2 separate regions of the Urocitellus parryii genome follow, and region 1 is linked to region 2. Evidence: chromatin contacts called from public Hi-C data. All regions are on one chromosome and are shown on one strand. Each heading gives the region's core, a stretch centred on a gene start, on an enhancer-like site or on the middle of the called end of the contact. The rest is flanking DNA. Distances are from core to core; before and after follow the strand shown.

Region 1 (7,270 bases), core at 4,250-6,749, 140 kb after region 2:
GGACTCACGTGACAAAGATGGGGTAAATGAAGTTGGAAGCACTGAGGGTGGTGGCGGCTGTCTGCCAGGTCCGAAGCAGGGGGTGGAAGTAGCCACTGTGCAGAACAGACTGGGGCTGCATGGTGGGGGCCAGAGGCCAGCCAGCTAGTTCTTGGGGTGTCTGCTGCGTGCTGAGCTCTGAAAGGGGCAACAGGAGGCACTTGAAATATGGTCTCCGACCCTGAGAGACGGTCCCATCTGAAAGGCAGCTCTACCAGCTTCCTGCCGCCCCTCTCTCTAGCCTAGTGGGGTCCACCAATCCCTGCTGGGCTCGAGGTAAAGACAAAAAAATGAACGTAAGTCTTTAGAAACTTCATAGCAAATTGAATCCAATGAAGAAACTTTTGAGTTTGTTGTATATGTGACTGCTATTTAAAAAAAAATAAGTTTCTGGTTATTAATTTTTAGCATATTTTATCAAACAACCAATGGGCTGGAAATTAAAAAAAGAAAGACAAAACAGAACTAATCCCTCCCTAGGCATACTTGGAGAAGCACTGATCCAGACAACATTTCCCTGCACAATGCCCACGCTCACAGTAGAAATTTTAGAAGAGTACAGATAAGTCAAAAGAGAAGAATTCCCTATAATTCCACCTCAAGTGAAGTGCAGGTAATACCTTGCCATGGGGACTTCTGGTTATGCAGGACACATGGGCTCCTGCACCCTCCCCCAATGGGGTGACCATTAAGGCTGTCTCCCAGCCAAGGAGACTCCGGCACTTTCCTGCTTTGTGGTGGCACCTTGTCCCTCTGAGAAGGCTTGTGCAATCTCCAGGGCCCTGCCACGCCCACATCCACAGGCCTCTCCTCCCCTACCCGGGAGAGGCTTTCTTCTTGTTCTTCTTGCAACCTCTCTTACATAAGAGTTTTTTGATGATCTGTCTCATCTTGTGCCAATAACTTCTGCGGGGCAGGGTCCAGGGTTAGTTTATTTTCCCCTGCCCCCTCACACTCTGCCCACCCGTGGACTCTGGCACAGAGCAAGTATTTAATTACATTACGTACAAGATATTATGCCCGGGCCGGGGATGTGGCTCAAGCGGTAGCGCGCTCGCCTGGCATGCGTGCGGCCCGGGTTCGATCCTCAGCACCACATACAAACTAAGATGTTGTGTCCACCAAATACTAAAAAATAAATATTAAAATTCTCTCTCTCTCTCTCCCTCTTTAAAAAAAGAAAAAAAAGATATTATGCCCTCCATGCCAGAGAGATGATATGAGGCAGGAAGAAGCGGGGCATTCACATGTTTCTTGAGCACTTACTGTGTGCCAGGCCACGCTGGACTCTCCCATAGGTGACCTCTCCTTGAGTTTGCATGTCAGTCCAGGGAGGCACGGTTGATGGAGTGCACTTCAGAGAAGGAGCCCTGCCACAAAGGAGTCATGGTTTCTATGTGGGTTAGAGAGCAGAAGAAGCTACTGGAAGACCAGGGCTTGAACTCAGTTTTGCAGGGTAAGTGGGTTCAGCTTAGGAGGGAAAGGTACAGCTCTCCCTTGGGAAGGGAAAAAGGGCAAAGCTGGGGTTGGAGGATAGCTGTGGACTGTTCTGAGGACCCCAGGAGGCGATGGAGCCCATGTGGCAGGAGGAGAGAGGAGAGGAAGGGAGGGGGCCAGACTGAAGGTCAAGGAAGATTCTGAGCAGGAAGTGGGGGAGTGGCTGGTCAAAACCTGGCTTTAGGAAGATAAATCTTGCCACTGAGCAGAATAGACCGGAAGCAGAGTACGGGCTATGGGAGGTCTGAGGGTGGAGAAGGAAGGGCCATGGTGATGTGGCCAAGAGGCGGTCTCTCAGGGCGGATGTGCTGTCTGCCTGACCCATAGGTCAGAGGACAGGGACAGGGCAGGAATAGGGTGACGGGAAACCAGGCTTGCAGAGGAGACAGAGGGCTTCATTTCAGACATTTCTTTTTGGAGGTGCTAGTAGCCAGGTGGGGTGTGTGTGTGGGGTAGCCACAGAAAGTGGGGGTGGCAGGTCCAAGTCCAGTGGCTCCTTGGACAAATGGGACCTCGAGGCCCAGGGGGGTAGGGACTTATCCAAGGTCACACAGAGCATTATAGGATAAAAGAGCAGAACCCTGGTGATCCTTCAGTGTGCCGGGCTTTCTGCCCAATCTCTTTGGCTCCCTCCCAGCCCAGGGGCCCATCTTATCCCATCCTCCTCCTTGGCGGGGTTGGGGTTATCAGGAGCCACACATGGACCCACCCTATCCCCACACCCCAGGGTGGGTCAGCCTCATCACCTGACACAGGGGCAAGCCAGGGCTCCCCAAAGATGTCTTAATCCCTAAATGAGCAATTATTCAGCAGATATGAGGTCCTGTCTGCCCATTTTGTGCAAGATTTTGCTCCCTGGTCTGCCAGGAATTAATTCAGCTCAGAGTAGTCAAGTTACTTGCCCAAGACCACACAGAGAGTTTAGTGACTGAGCCAGAAACTAAATTTGTTCTAAACTCCAAATGCAGGGTTTTATGTACTATCACCCACAATACTGGTAAATGATTGAGTAGGTGTCTCTCTGCCCACACCGTCTCTGCAATGGGTGCTGGAGAGAAATATATTGAATGTATTAATTAGGTGCTGGGTACTTTATGCTTATATTATCTCAATTGTAAGAACTGTCTTTTTAGTAATAAGGAAATGAAGGCTCTAAGAGGGTTTACATGACTTGCTCAATGTCATTCTGGAGAGTCAAGTCAAATTTTGAAACCAGGTTCACATGTCTCTGATTCATTTCCCTGAGCAACAATCTTTTGTAGCAGGCTGTGGACTTCTGGAATTCACAGCTGCATTCCACTGGCCTCAACCCCCATTTCCTTTAGAAGGCCCACAGAGCAACTGCCTTCTGCCTATAAGAAACCTCAAGCAGGATTGCCTAGGAGCTGCGCTGCCCAAATTTCATCCTGAGGACCCTGGGAGAGGTGGGGAGGGTACAACTGGAGGGGGAGGCCTTGCTAGAGAAGTTCCATTTTGGTCTTTTTTTTTTTTTTTTTATGGTCAGAGAAATAGTAGTTTGAAAAATGGTGCTACTGCTGGAAGAATTAAAAAGTTGAAAATTGGGCTGGGTTTGTGGCTCAGTGGTAGTGCTAGCTTACCTAGCACATGTGAGGCCTTGGGTTCAATCCTCAGCACCACATAAAAATATAAACAAATAAAGATATTGTGTCCACCTACAAGTAAAAAATATTTTTAAAAAAGTTGAAAATCACTGATCCTAGTTAATCTTTTACATTATAATATGGAAAATTGGGTGCAGAGAGGCCACAGGACTTGCTTGAAATGACACAGCCAGTGAGGTACAGAGCTAGGAAATGAGCCTGAGGTTGCTGGGACCACATAGTCAGTCTATTACAACAGGCACTTGATAAACATCTGCAGAGTGGGAAAATGCCCCAAGTAACACCTCTGCTTTGCAGACTCAAATCAGGCCGGGTTTTGCATTGTGAAAACTACCTCAAAATTTGGGAGTTTTTTGCACATGGGAAGGGCATGGCCCCTAAATTAAGGGAGCTTGCAAACCTCAGCTTAAATACTGTGTCACCCCATTTATAGGAACAAGACACAATGAGGCCCCACACCTTTGCTTGCTCACATAGATCAGGTTAGTTTTATGAAAGACAGTACAGGGCAGTGCAGAAGGAACCATCTTTCAGCATCAAGCTATTCCAGGTCTGGTCTGTGTTCTACTCTAACGTTGGCCAAGGTCAGCAGCCTTTCAGAGCCTTCATTTCATTATCTACGAAATGGGCTGACATTATCCAGCTTGTGAGGCTGTGGAGAAGATTAGAGGTAGTGCTGAGGTATATATCTGGCACCAAGTAGCTATTCAGTAAACAAGCTAATTTTAATATTAATAGGGGCAGGACTGATCTGGAACAAAATCTCCTGGTATAGTCCTGTGCCTTCTGCACCACACCCCGGAGGGAGGACATTTGTTTAGGCCTGGAGATCAAAGGATGTTTCAAAGTCCCTGCTTCCTAACACCTAATGTGGTAGAGAAGGAATAAAGCAACCCCCTACAGATGCAGAATAGTGGGGTGGCCCAGGTGCTATGGGAGGATCCTGTGTCTGGGAGTCAAGAACAGCTTCATGGATGAAAGAACACTGAAGGTCTTGCCTTCCTTGTTTGGCTCCACCCCAACCTGGGTCTAACCTAACTTGGACCCTGAGAGCTGCCACCAAGGGGGCAAGCAGAGCTGCAGGGCTTCAGTCTCACAGGTTGTGTTCCACTGATTCCAGAGGCTGTGCTCTTGGCCCAGAGGGATGGCAACTGCTGCCAGTTCTGGCAGGCTCTGCAGCGGCTCAGAGGAGGCAGGCAGAATTGCCAGCTAGGTAGAAGAGCCAGGTTTAGAAACCAAAAGCCCCAGAAAGGTCCAGGACAGCAGCTGTCAGGCACTTCTGATGAGAAACCTACTGGTTGTTGGTTCAATCAACCCACATTTCCTGAATTTTCTACTCTGTACCTGCTGTAGTGCTAGATACAGGGATTAAAGAGAAAAATGAGAACCCAGTCTGCTCCTGGGGCTTTGAAAGCCCTAATCTTTGGGTTCAGCAATTTGAAACCCAGAGAAGCTCCCATTTCCACAGATTCCTAGAATATCCTTGCTATGAGGTTTCTTGAAGCTTGCTGATTTCATCACTGAAACTCTGGTAAAACTGGGCTCAGAGAAGGGCAAAACATTGACCTGGATCCTGCAGCTAGTTAGCTGCAGATCTGGGCTAAAATTCAGTTCTCCAGCAGCCCAGTCCTCAATACCCACTATGATCTTTGGTACTGAGACAGATTTCACATTTTATTTGGCACAGTTGGACTTATGAAGAGCCACAGGTGAAGGGGGTGGGAGGAGGGAAGGGGTAGAGCCCTAGTCTATCAGGCGGCTGCGATCCAGGGTGGTTAAATTTGTGGTCAGTGGAGTCTGACCTATGTGAGTATAAATCCTGGTTCTGGCACTTTTCACCTGTATAACCTCAATTTCCTCATCTGGTAAGTGGGGACTTGAACGGACCTCAATGGGTTGTCGTAAGGACTGACTGGCCAAGCATGCAACGCCTAGCACAAGCGGTTCTTATATTTTCCACTCCTCTCCTCCAGCCTGCAAGGCACCTCGGCTCCGCAATGATGCAGAAGGCCGGCGGTGCTGTGGGGTGAATCCAAAGGAGGAAACATGAGCGGGAACTCGGCTTCCAACCCCGGCTGTTGCAGGACCATCGAACCCAAGCAGGGGCCCACGGGGTCTCGGTCCCCAGCTGCAGGATGGGAGCTTCAGGCGCCCGACACAAGCTACGGACACAGGACTTAGTGTAACAGCCTCCGCCTCTCTCAGAGGCCGACCTCCAAACCCTCCAACTCCCGGAGTCCAGCCCCACTCACCTATCTCCTTGAAAGCTCCGAACCGCTGCTCCAGCCACTGCAGCGCGGGATCTAGTCTCCCGGGGCCCACGCGGGGGCGGGGCGGCTCACCCGGAAGCAGCTCCCCCCGCGGCCCGCCCTCCCCGCATGGAGGCCACGCCCCTGCGGCCACTCTACGGGCACGCTGGTCAGCCCTCCCGCGGCCCCGCCCACGCTTATCGGACTCGGGACCTAGCCAATCAGGTGTGCCGAGAGACTGGACAGCCCGTCCCTGCCCGCCACAGGGCGGGAGGAATGAGCTGGGGAGCCCACCCTGGCGAATGGGAGGGGCCTCTGCAAGTGACCGCGTGTGGAAGGCTGGCACAGCTCTGGGTTCACCCTAGGTTTGCTTTACAGTTCTTCCCAGCCTCCCGCAGGTTTGGCCCTGGTTCATTTTTTGGTGCAAGAACAATTGGATGTCAAGGACCTTAACACCAAATAATGCCTAACACAATAGTTTCATCAATTTTTGCACATTGAGCATTTAAAGTTGTTGAGTTCAGCACCAGACTGTCTTCCAAGTTTTTAGAGAAGATTTATTCCAGCGTGATTACTCAGGGTCTACTCTGTGCCATGGGTTGAGAGATGTGATGTAAAAAGACATGGCATTAGAAAAAAACTCCCAGGGGCATCGCACCTGACTAGGATGGGTACAGTAAAAGATCTGAGCAAAGGTCTATGTTTGGTTGGGTGGGAGAGGACTTGTAGGGGCAGGAGGGGTCTGGTGAATTCAAAGGAAGCCACAGGAATCCAGATGGGACCTGAGGACTTAACCTCTAGTGGTGCTCATGGGAATTAAGAAAGGATGTTTCTACTGTGAGCAGGAATGGGCAGAAATGAGCCTGGAGTGAGCACATTGGTGGTTGCAAGGTAAGGCAACCACCATTTATTACAACCACTATTTATTATAGGGAGTTGAAAATGTGTATGCTCGTGTGTATATTCCTTCATATATGTATATTTAAAGTTATTGAGTTCAGCACCAGACTGTCTTCCACGTTTTTACACACACACACAATTTTTTGGGGGGTACTGGTACTTGAACCCAGGGGTGCTTTACCACTGAGCTATATCCCCAATCCTTTTTATATCTTGAGACAGGGTCTCCTTAAGTTACTGAGGGTCTCACTAAGGTGGCTCCAGTTTAGCAAGAGCCTGTCTCAAAATAAAAAAAATTAAAAAGGTTTGGGGATGTAGCTTAGTGAAAAAGCCCCACTAGATTTCATCCACAATAAAAGATAAAAAGGTTTGTGTTCTGTGAATTTTATCTCAATTTTTAAAAAGCTAGTTCACTAAAGGCAAAGTGGTATTCTGGATTGGAGCTGTAACAAAAAAGATAGTATTAGAAAAACCGGTGAAATACAAGGACAGTTTGTCCTTTAGTTAATTTTTTTTCTTTCATTTGACAAATGTTCCATGGTTATGTAAGATGTTAATGTGAAGGGAAGCTGGGTGAGGGGTTTATCAGAACTCAGCATCCCTTGTAGTTTTCTGTAATTCTAAAATTTCTCTAAAAAGTTTATTTAAAACAACAAAAGCATCATCAAAGACGGCAGGGACACAATCTATTTTCATGAATTAGTGCTAAGATCCAGACAAGTCATTTCTAAGGAGGCTCAATTTGCCATTGGTAAAAAAGAGGGGTAAAGCTGCAAAAGTAGTTTTGAATGGGTCAGGACAATCTCCTACTCCCCAGATCCAGATCTAAATCTCTGGGCACAAAGTGTTGTGCTTAAAGAAGAAAGATGAGAAGCTTTACCTTAGTTTGGTAACAAACCTTCAAAATCCAGATACCACTACAGGAATGATACAGGTGTGGCTAGGGCAAACTGATCCACTACC
Region 2 (7,678 bases), core at 4,224-6,723:
GTTAGATGATCCTCCTGGAAGCTCCCATAATTCTCTATACTTCATTCATGCCAGAAATACATATCAGGCTGGGGATGTAGTTCAGCAATAGAACATCTGCACCACAAAGAGAGGGAGACAGGAGGAAGGGAGGGAGAGAGAAAGAAAGACTAAGAGAGAGAGAGAGAGAGAGAGAGAGAGAGAGAGAGAGAGAGAGAGAATATGAATGGTGATACACATTTGTAACCCTAACAACTCAGGAGGCTGAGGCATAAGGATTGCAAGTTCAAGGCCAGCCTCAGCAACTTAGTGAGGCTGTACGCAACTTAGCAAGACCTTGCCTCAAAAAAAAAAAGTAAAGCATCCCTGGCTTCAATCCCCAGGAAAGAAAGAAAGAAAGAACGAAAGAACGAAAGAAAGAAAGAAGGAAGGAAGGAAGGAAGGAAGGAAGGAAGGAAGGAAGGAAGGAAGGAAGGAAGAAAAAGAAATGTATGTCAGACATCATGCCAAGTACTAGGAATACATCGGTGAGCAAAACTGGATTTGATTTTTTTTTACCACTCACCTTTCTATTTTATATAATCTTCATTGAAAACTGGATTCTATTTTCAAGGAGTTTATGGTCTAATTAGTAAATGAGACATTATATGATATATGATTGCAAATTATGAGATACATAACAGGGGCAGCTGTTGTATGGCATTGTACTCCACAGGGATTAATAAAAGTTATTCAATCATTTCTCATATGACATGGTAATTGATTATTTATTATAATTTCCACTTGACACCATATTTTGCCCAGGGTCTGGTATATATTCTTAATATATATATTTGTTATATGTTATTATTATATGTTATTTGAAATGTGTCCCTCAAAAAGCATGTGCTCCACCCTCTTGAACTGATTTACACTGAATTATAAAAAGAGCTTGAGGCTGTAGGTTTACAGCAAGAAGGCTCTAGACAGATGCTGGCACCTTGATATTGGGGGACTTCCCAGTCCCCAGAACTGTGAGAAACTAATTTCTATTCTTTATAAATTAGTCTGTCTGATCTAACAACACACAATAAACTAGACTTCTTTGTGATCCTCCTGCCTTCACCTCCTGAGGAACAAACTGGGGTTACAGGTATGTACCATCATGCCTGGCTTTTTTGTTTTGTTGTGTTTTACAATTTATATGTATACATAGCCCAAACCATTTGCAAAATAAATTCAATATGACTTAAAACTATAATCTTGTTTTGTTGAAGAATCTACTGTAAGTTTCCTGTAAATGAAGTAAAAAATTCTTACAATAAAGACTAAGAGGTTAAAGATTGCAATGTAATTGGGGAAGAGCAGTGCTAGCCTGAATACAATATCAACAAATGCTAGTGAAATTTAAAAGAAACCAAGATTATCTCCATTTAGCCAGGACAATCTAGGGCAGATTTCCTAGAAGAAGATTCTGGGAGAGTTGAGAAAACACCTTTAATATAGTAAAAAGTTTACCAAGCTTAGAATCTAGTTAAGATATAATTGCATATGCACATTAATAAGAAAAAGAATGCCCTTGTTAGCTTCAGCAAAATATGGGTATTAGGTTTGCTATTTTAATTTTGCAAGTATCTTCTTTTTCAAAGGCAAGACAGATGTATCATAGGTAAACTGTGTTTCCATAAATATCTTAAAAGCCAGTCAAATGATGATTGTAAAATCAATATAAAGGCCAAGTCAAACTAATTAGCTTACAGATTAATTCCATTTACTATTACTATTTTAAAAATGGACTATATACATTCTTAGGAAGATAGTTTCTGAGACTCACTATATTTTTCTACTTGTAAGATATTCTCAAGTGTACACAATCTACCTGACCATGTTAGAAAGAATGGGCTTGCTAATTCTAGACTTGATTATCTATGTTAATAATTGATAAAAAAGTCATTATGGCGTTAATATTTTAAAAATAAAAGTTAGCCAGTGCTTTAGTTGCCAAGGTCCTTACCTCACCTTAGTTTCATATTTGTTTGCTATTCTCTTTAAAACAAAAGTACATCATTTATGCTATATCAATATTTTAATAAACAGGGATTCTTTTTGTTAGTAAAGTACTTCTTTCATGAATTGTGACATCAAACATCTACTTATACAATAACGATAATGTCACATGGGCAGATCTGGTGAAATACACCTGCCTGATTTCAAGCCAGGCTCCATTAATAACAGTGCCACCTTAGGCAACTTACCTTTCTGAGCTGTTCCCATCTGTAAAATGGGTATAACTGTTAAAACTACCTCATAGGAAATAATGACTAAATATGATAATGTGTGTTTATGTATTCCTTGGTACAGTACCTAGCACTAAATAAACACACAATGTTTTATATACTTGTGAACATATCCTTCTACCTCAAAAATGCCAATTCAATCAGATATTATCATACAGAAGAGAGAAGGCTTGATTGATGTACAAATCTCTTAAGTAAAAATTGACATTAACATAAATACAAAACAATAGAACTAGGAAAAATCTCAAAGGATCATCTGAGGCAAACCTCATTATTTAATAAATTAGGGTATGCAGGGACAAGAATGGTGACTTGACTTAAGTCACATTCCTAAAAGGAATGATTTATCATTACTAATGCTAGTCAGATTTGCCTACACATACCTCTAATAAAATATAAAACAAATGTATTCGTAACTGGTCCCTTAAAGATGCTTTGAAAAAAGCCAGGTATGGTGGCTCATGCCTATAATTCCAGCTACTCGGGAGGCTGAGACAGGAGGATCACTTGAGCCCAGAGGTTTCAGCTGGGGCAACATAGTGAGACCCTATCTCAAAAACAAAACAAAAACAGCTTTGTGATTATTATTACTACATTGATTTTACTCTATTACTAAAATGAAATTTCTTAGGGGTAGGAACTGCATCATATTCCCAATTATATTAGCTGAACCAACTATTATTCAATTAATAGGCAATCACAAATACTTCCTTATTTTCAAAGTCATAGTGGTGGAGAAAGGGCTAAGACAAAAAAAAAAAAAAAAAAAAAAAAAAAACTCCTGATTACTCTTTCTAGCTTAACCATGTACTTTAAGAGGCCCAGAAACTTAAAAAAGAGATTATCAGTCATCTAGATGGTCATCCTTGGCACTAATATTCCTACTTCTAATAGGTTTGAATGTCCTAAGTAGGATCAAGTCAGAGAGTTAAGTAAATAGACCTGAAACTTAAATGAACAAGTATATTTGCAGTAAATCAGTTATAAAAAGGGAACTGAAAAGCAGTGTTCATTGTCATATGTTCTACTTCCTTAGAGAAACTAAAGGAGGAATAGCTAAATCAGAGAATGCTGATGAACCTTTCCCTAGTCTCAAATTTTTTCTCTTATTTTTGATACTGGGGAAGGAACCCAGAGGTACTCTATGATAGAGCTACGTTCCCAGCCTTTTTAACTTTTATTTTAAGACAGTCTTGCTAAGTTACTTAGGGTCTTGCTAAGTTAGTCTAGAACTTGTGATCCTCCTGCCTCAACCTCCCAAGTCACTGGTAGGTGTGTGCCACCATGCCCAGCCCTATTCTCAATCTTAAATTTTATTTTATTTTCCTGGTTGTTGCTGGGAACAAAAATAAATTATCAGATTAACTTTCTGAATAAGTTTCTTATCATTAAATTAGCTGATATATGTGTCTAGGAGCACAATCATGTGCCTAGAATTGAGTGTCTCAGGTTCTTGATAAGCCCATACAGGAAAGCAGAATAGTTGAATCACCAAGAACTTATCTTGGGCCAGGAATCCAGAAAAGGGCACATGACCATCATGTCTACCCTTGTAATTTTCAATCAGCAGTGGACTGCTTGACTCATGAGAGCTGGGAGTATAAACATTCCTTTGCAGACTTTTCCAGATACTTTTGCATAGTGGAGAATGTGAATTTAAAGTATGCTTTGAAAATGTCTAATATGCAGCCACACACAAACTAGGTTTGCATAAAAATATATTAATTCAAAAGGCTAACTACACAACCAACAGCAGCAGGGAAACTGGACTGCATGGTGATTTTAGTGAATGTTCTGAGTCAGATAGGGAAGAGAGGAACCAAAGCACAATTTAAAGTAACTGAGCATCTGAAATTACTCAAAATGGAATTATGTGGATGCAGGCCATCTAAAATGACAGCAGGGGTAAAACAAAGTAGTGAGTCAAAAAAAAAAGAGAGGGGCTGGGGCTGTGGTTCAGCAGTAGAGTGCTTACCTAGCATGTGTGAAACCCTGGGTTCAAACCTCAGCACCACATAAGAATAACTAAATAAAATAAAGGTATATATAAAAAAGAACGATAGGTAATACATTACTAGTCAGTGGGTGTCCACAAAGAGTCCAAAAGATAGTCAGTCATCTTATGGTTATTTATGTGTTAAACTCTGCAACAGCAAACTTGAGGATCAGTACAGCAGCTTAATCATCTCTGTAACCTCTTGGCATTTAGTAGAACAAGGGGCATATGTTGATGTGCTCATCATTCTTCAGGATGCACAATATTTGTAATGAAGATGGTCAAAGAAAGGCTATGCAAACATCAGAGACTGGCAGTCAAGGTGTTAATACAACACAAGAGAAAACACACTAACCCAATACAAACCCTGAAAACCCTAAACTAATTATTGAAAACGACGATGGTATACATAATGTTTGAGGACAGGGGTTAACGACCGCAGGCTCTCACAATGGTTTTAAATTTCACGGTTTACAGAGTGCAACTTCACAGCTATTATTCAAAAGACACTCACTGATCATTTACTATGTGCAAGGTCCCGTTTTAAAACGAACAATATAAGCTGTCCCTGTCCTACCAGGGTTATAATCTACTAGGTTCGCATGCAAAGACAAGCCTGGTCGGACGAACGAGAAAGAGAAAGTATTTCATTCTGCCCGGGGTGATGGGAGAGGGAAAGTACCAAAAAGGTGACATCCGATCTAGGCCTTGAAGAATGCTGGGGCCGACCCACCAGTCCTGGTTCTAAAGTGTCACCGCCTCATCCATGGTTCTAGAAGAGAAACTCTCGTGTGGCCCCAGCTGACTCCTCTAAAAACTCGGAGGCAGGCAGACTCATCAGCAATCACCCCACTTCAGAGAAATTGTGACCCAGGGAACAGAAGGGGAACCCCAGAGTCATACTGCGTGTCAAGGGAGATGCCGGCTCCAGAACCCAGATCCACAGACTCCTCGCAGTTGCGAGCCCTGCCCAAGATTCTGAAGAGTGTAAGCACCGGAATGCGGCCGGGGTCTGGACCCGGAAGTTGGACAGAGGCCTGAGAAGAGATCGACCCCTCCAACCATCCGCCGGTCTCTGTCAGCCATGCCTTATGGCCCGTGCTTCTCAGTCACTCACCCGCCACTAGGCGAGAGGAAGTCGGTGTCGTCCTCATCCCCGGCACCGAACATCGCGCTCGCCTTCTCCAGGCGGTGGGGAGAAAGCCGGATGTTCCCAGGGCCTGTCACCGCCGACGTCGTAAAATGCCGCGGTGGCGCGCTTTTTTCCGGCAGGGCAAACTCGCCCGGTTGCTCTGCCGCGAGGAGACTGGATTCTGGAGAAGGTGGAGCAAAGGCAAATGAGGGCTTCGCACCGGCACGACGTGAGGCCTCTCCTGCCCGCAGAGGGGGCGGGATTCCGAAGTTCTGCGCGAGGATTGGTCAGCGAACCTAGGGGCGGGGCAGGGGCGGGAACCCGCGGCCTCTGTGGCAGTGGTGGACACGTCGAGCCGGGCAGAAGTAGTAGGGGCTTCTGAGAAGTCCTGAGTCGGTGACGAGCTCAGGCTCTGAGAGCGAGGCGCCTGTGGCGGGACTCGACCTGGCAAGGTAAGGCCTCCCCGCTGCTTCTCACAACCCTGGCATGGCCACTGTCCTTCTCCCTCCGGGGCAAGGACCCTCCGCCGCTCTTCTCTGCTCGGCGGAAGGAGAAAGATCCCCAGACTAGAGATCTGAGTCTTGGCCTGGCTCCCACAGTGACATAGCTGGAGTGACCTTAGGCAGGGTGCTCGGTGCCTCAGTTTCCCCTCTATGCAATGGGCAGTGTGTCCAGTTCCCTGTATACCAACTTGTCAAGAAGCTTTTAAACCTCAAAGGTCATTGAGTCCAATTCAGGTCCCCTCATAATCCCAGAATTTGCAATTAAGGAAACAATGAACTTGGGTGACTAGTCCGAGGTCACGCAGAGTAAAGGGCAGGCTGGGACTGGATTCCTGATCCTTCCATTCAGGATTCAGAGAGCTAATGAGTGAACAAAAACCTAATAGCCCTTGAACACTGTGTGCCCATATAAAGTGGTCATCACTGGACTGTGTGGCATATGCCAGGGAGCAGGGAAGGAGGGATACCCCTTTCCAGAGTACCCGCAAGTAAGGTGCAGAAAAACTAGGATATTCTAGGAGTGGGTGGCGAAAAGGAGAAAACTCTGGGGACATTAAAGTCCCTGGTTTTGCTGAGTCTTCTTGCAACAATCCTAAATCAACATCAGTTTATGCCAACTTTTCTGCCTCCAGTTTCCACCCTCTGTGTCTTACATAAATATTTCTTTGGTTAACCTGGTATAATTTCTTGGAACAATCTTGGTGTAGCTCTGGCTTAACCAAGCTGTGGATAAGCAGATAGTATCCCAGTGTAGTATCCATTTCCACAGGTCTCACTGGAGTTGTTTCACTCAGTCTTCCCCCTCAGTCGGGTTGGTCCCTTACCTGAATGTTTTAATCTCTTAGCATTATATTAAAGTGAAGTGATTGGTAGCTTACTCTGAGAGAACTTCGTTCCTTTTGGCACTTCCCTGGTTGTGCTTCTTATTATAGTTTGCATATTACTAAATTGAAAGCCTTCTTGCCCATAATGAGTTCTCATTAATTCTTTATTGGTTTGAATAATGAAATTTATCCTTGTTCCTGTATTTCTTAATTTACTTAGATTGCTTTTCCCGTGTGACCCATAGAATCCAGCCATGACTCTTGCCTTGTATAGGTAGCTTCCAGAGAGATAAAAATGCTGTATTGGCTGTGAACTATCTGGGTTGCTTACTCTCTTTTGTTAATTGAAGGTGATTGTACTATATTATCTGAAACTCTAGGGGAGGGAAAGGGGGGGAATAGGATAGCTAGAAATATTATATGTAACTATGATTTTTGTAAGTAAATTATTTCTCTATTTAACTGAGGATAAGGCTGTTCCTTGTTTCTTATGTTTATTTTACAGTTTAAGATGGTTAAAGCAGTGAAGGCTAACAGTGTTAAAATAGTGATGCAAGTGGAATCTAAGCACTAGAACTGGAACCTGTTGTAGTAGCTCTGAATAGAATGTGAACTTGTCTACCTCTGAGTGGGGGGAATGAACTGGATAAATGAGCTTGGCTACCTCTGGGGGCAGAAATGAACCTTAGCTCTTTTCTAGCTCCTTCTCCCTAGTATATGTCACTCAGCACTAGAGTAGTGTTGTTTTGTTTTGTTTTGTTTTGTTTTTCTGTGGTACAGGGATTGAACCAGGGTTGCTCTTCTACTGAGCCATATTTTTAACCCTTTTCATTTTTTGTTTTGAAACTAAGGCTGGCCTTGAACTTGGGATTCTTATGCCTCAACCTCCCAAGTAGCTAGGATTATAGGGATATGCCTTAGGGCCCAGTTTAAACAGTGCTTTTAAAAGATACCAAGCTCATCTTTGA

What was found. Hi-C and Micro-C count contacts between places; a contact is called where the count stands out from the background.
Region 1: a contact with region 2 is called in a Hi-C map of liver, with 5 times the contacts expected there. The contact joins the promoter of Alad here to the promoter of Fkbp15 in region 2. A contact is called at or near these places in 2 of 2 Hi-C or Micro-C datasets (liver and muscle).

The regions. Positions count from the first base shown.
Region 1 is chr4:191,221,635-191,228,904 of mUroPar1.hap1, forward strand. It overlaps Alad (aminolevulinate dehydratase), which reads right to left and starts at 5,500. Exons shown (of 12, transcript XM_026393309.2): 1 at 5,411-5,500; 2 at 9-177. The coding sequence starts at 121.
Region 2 is chr4:191,078,751-191,086,428 of mUroPar1.hap1, forward strand. Fkbp15 (FKBP prolyl isomerase family member 15) reads right to left here and starts at 5,474. Exons shown (of 27, transcript XM_026393297.2): 1 at 5,369-5,474. The coding sequence starts at 5,421. Slc31a1 (solute carrier family 31 member 1) reads left to right here and starts at 5,711. Exons shown (of 5, transcript XM_026393352.2): 1 at 5,711-5,835.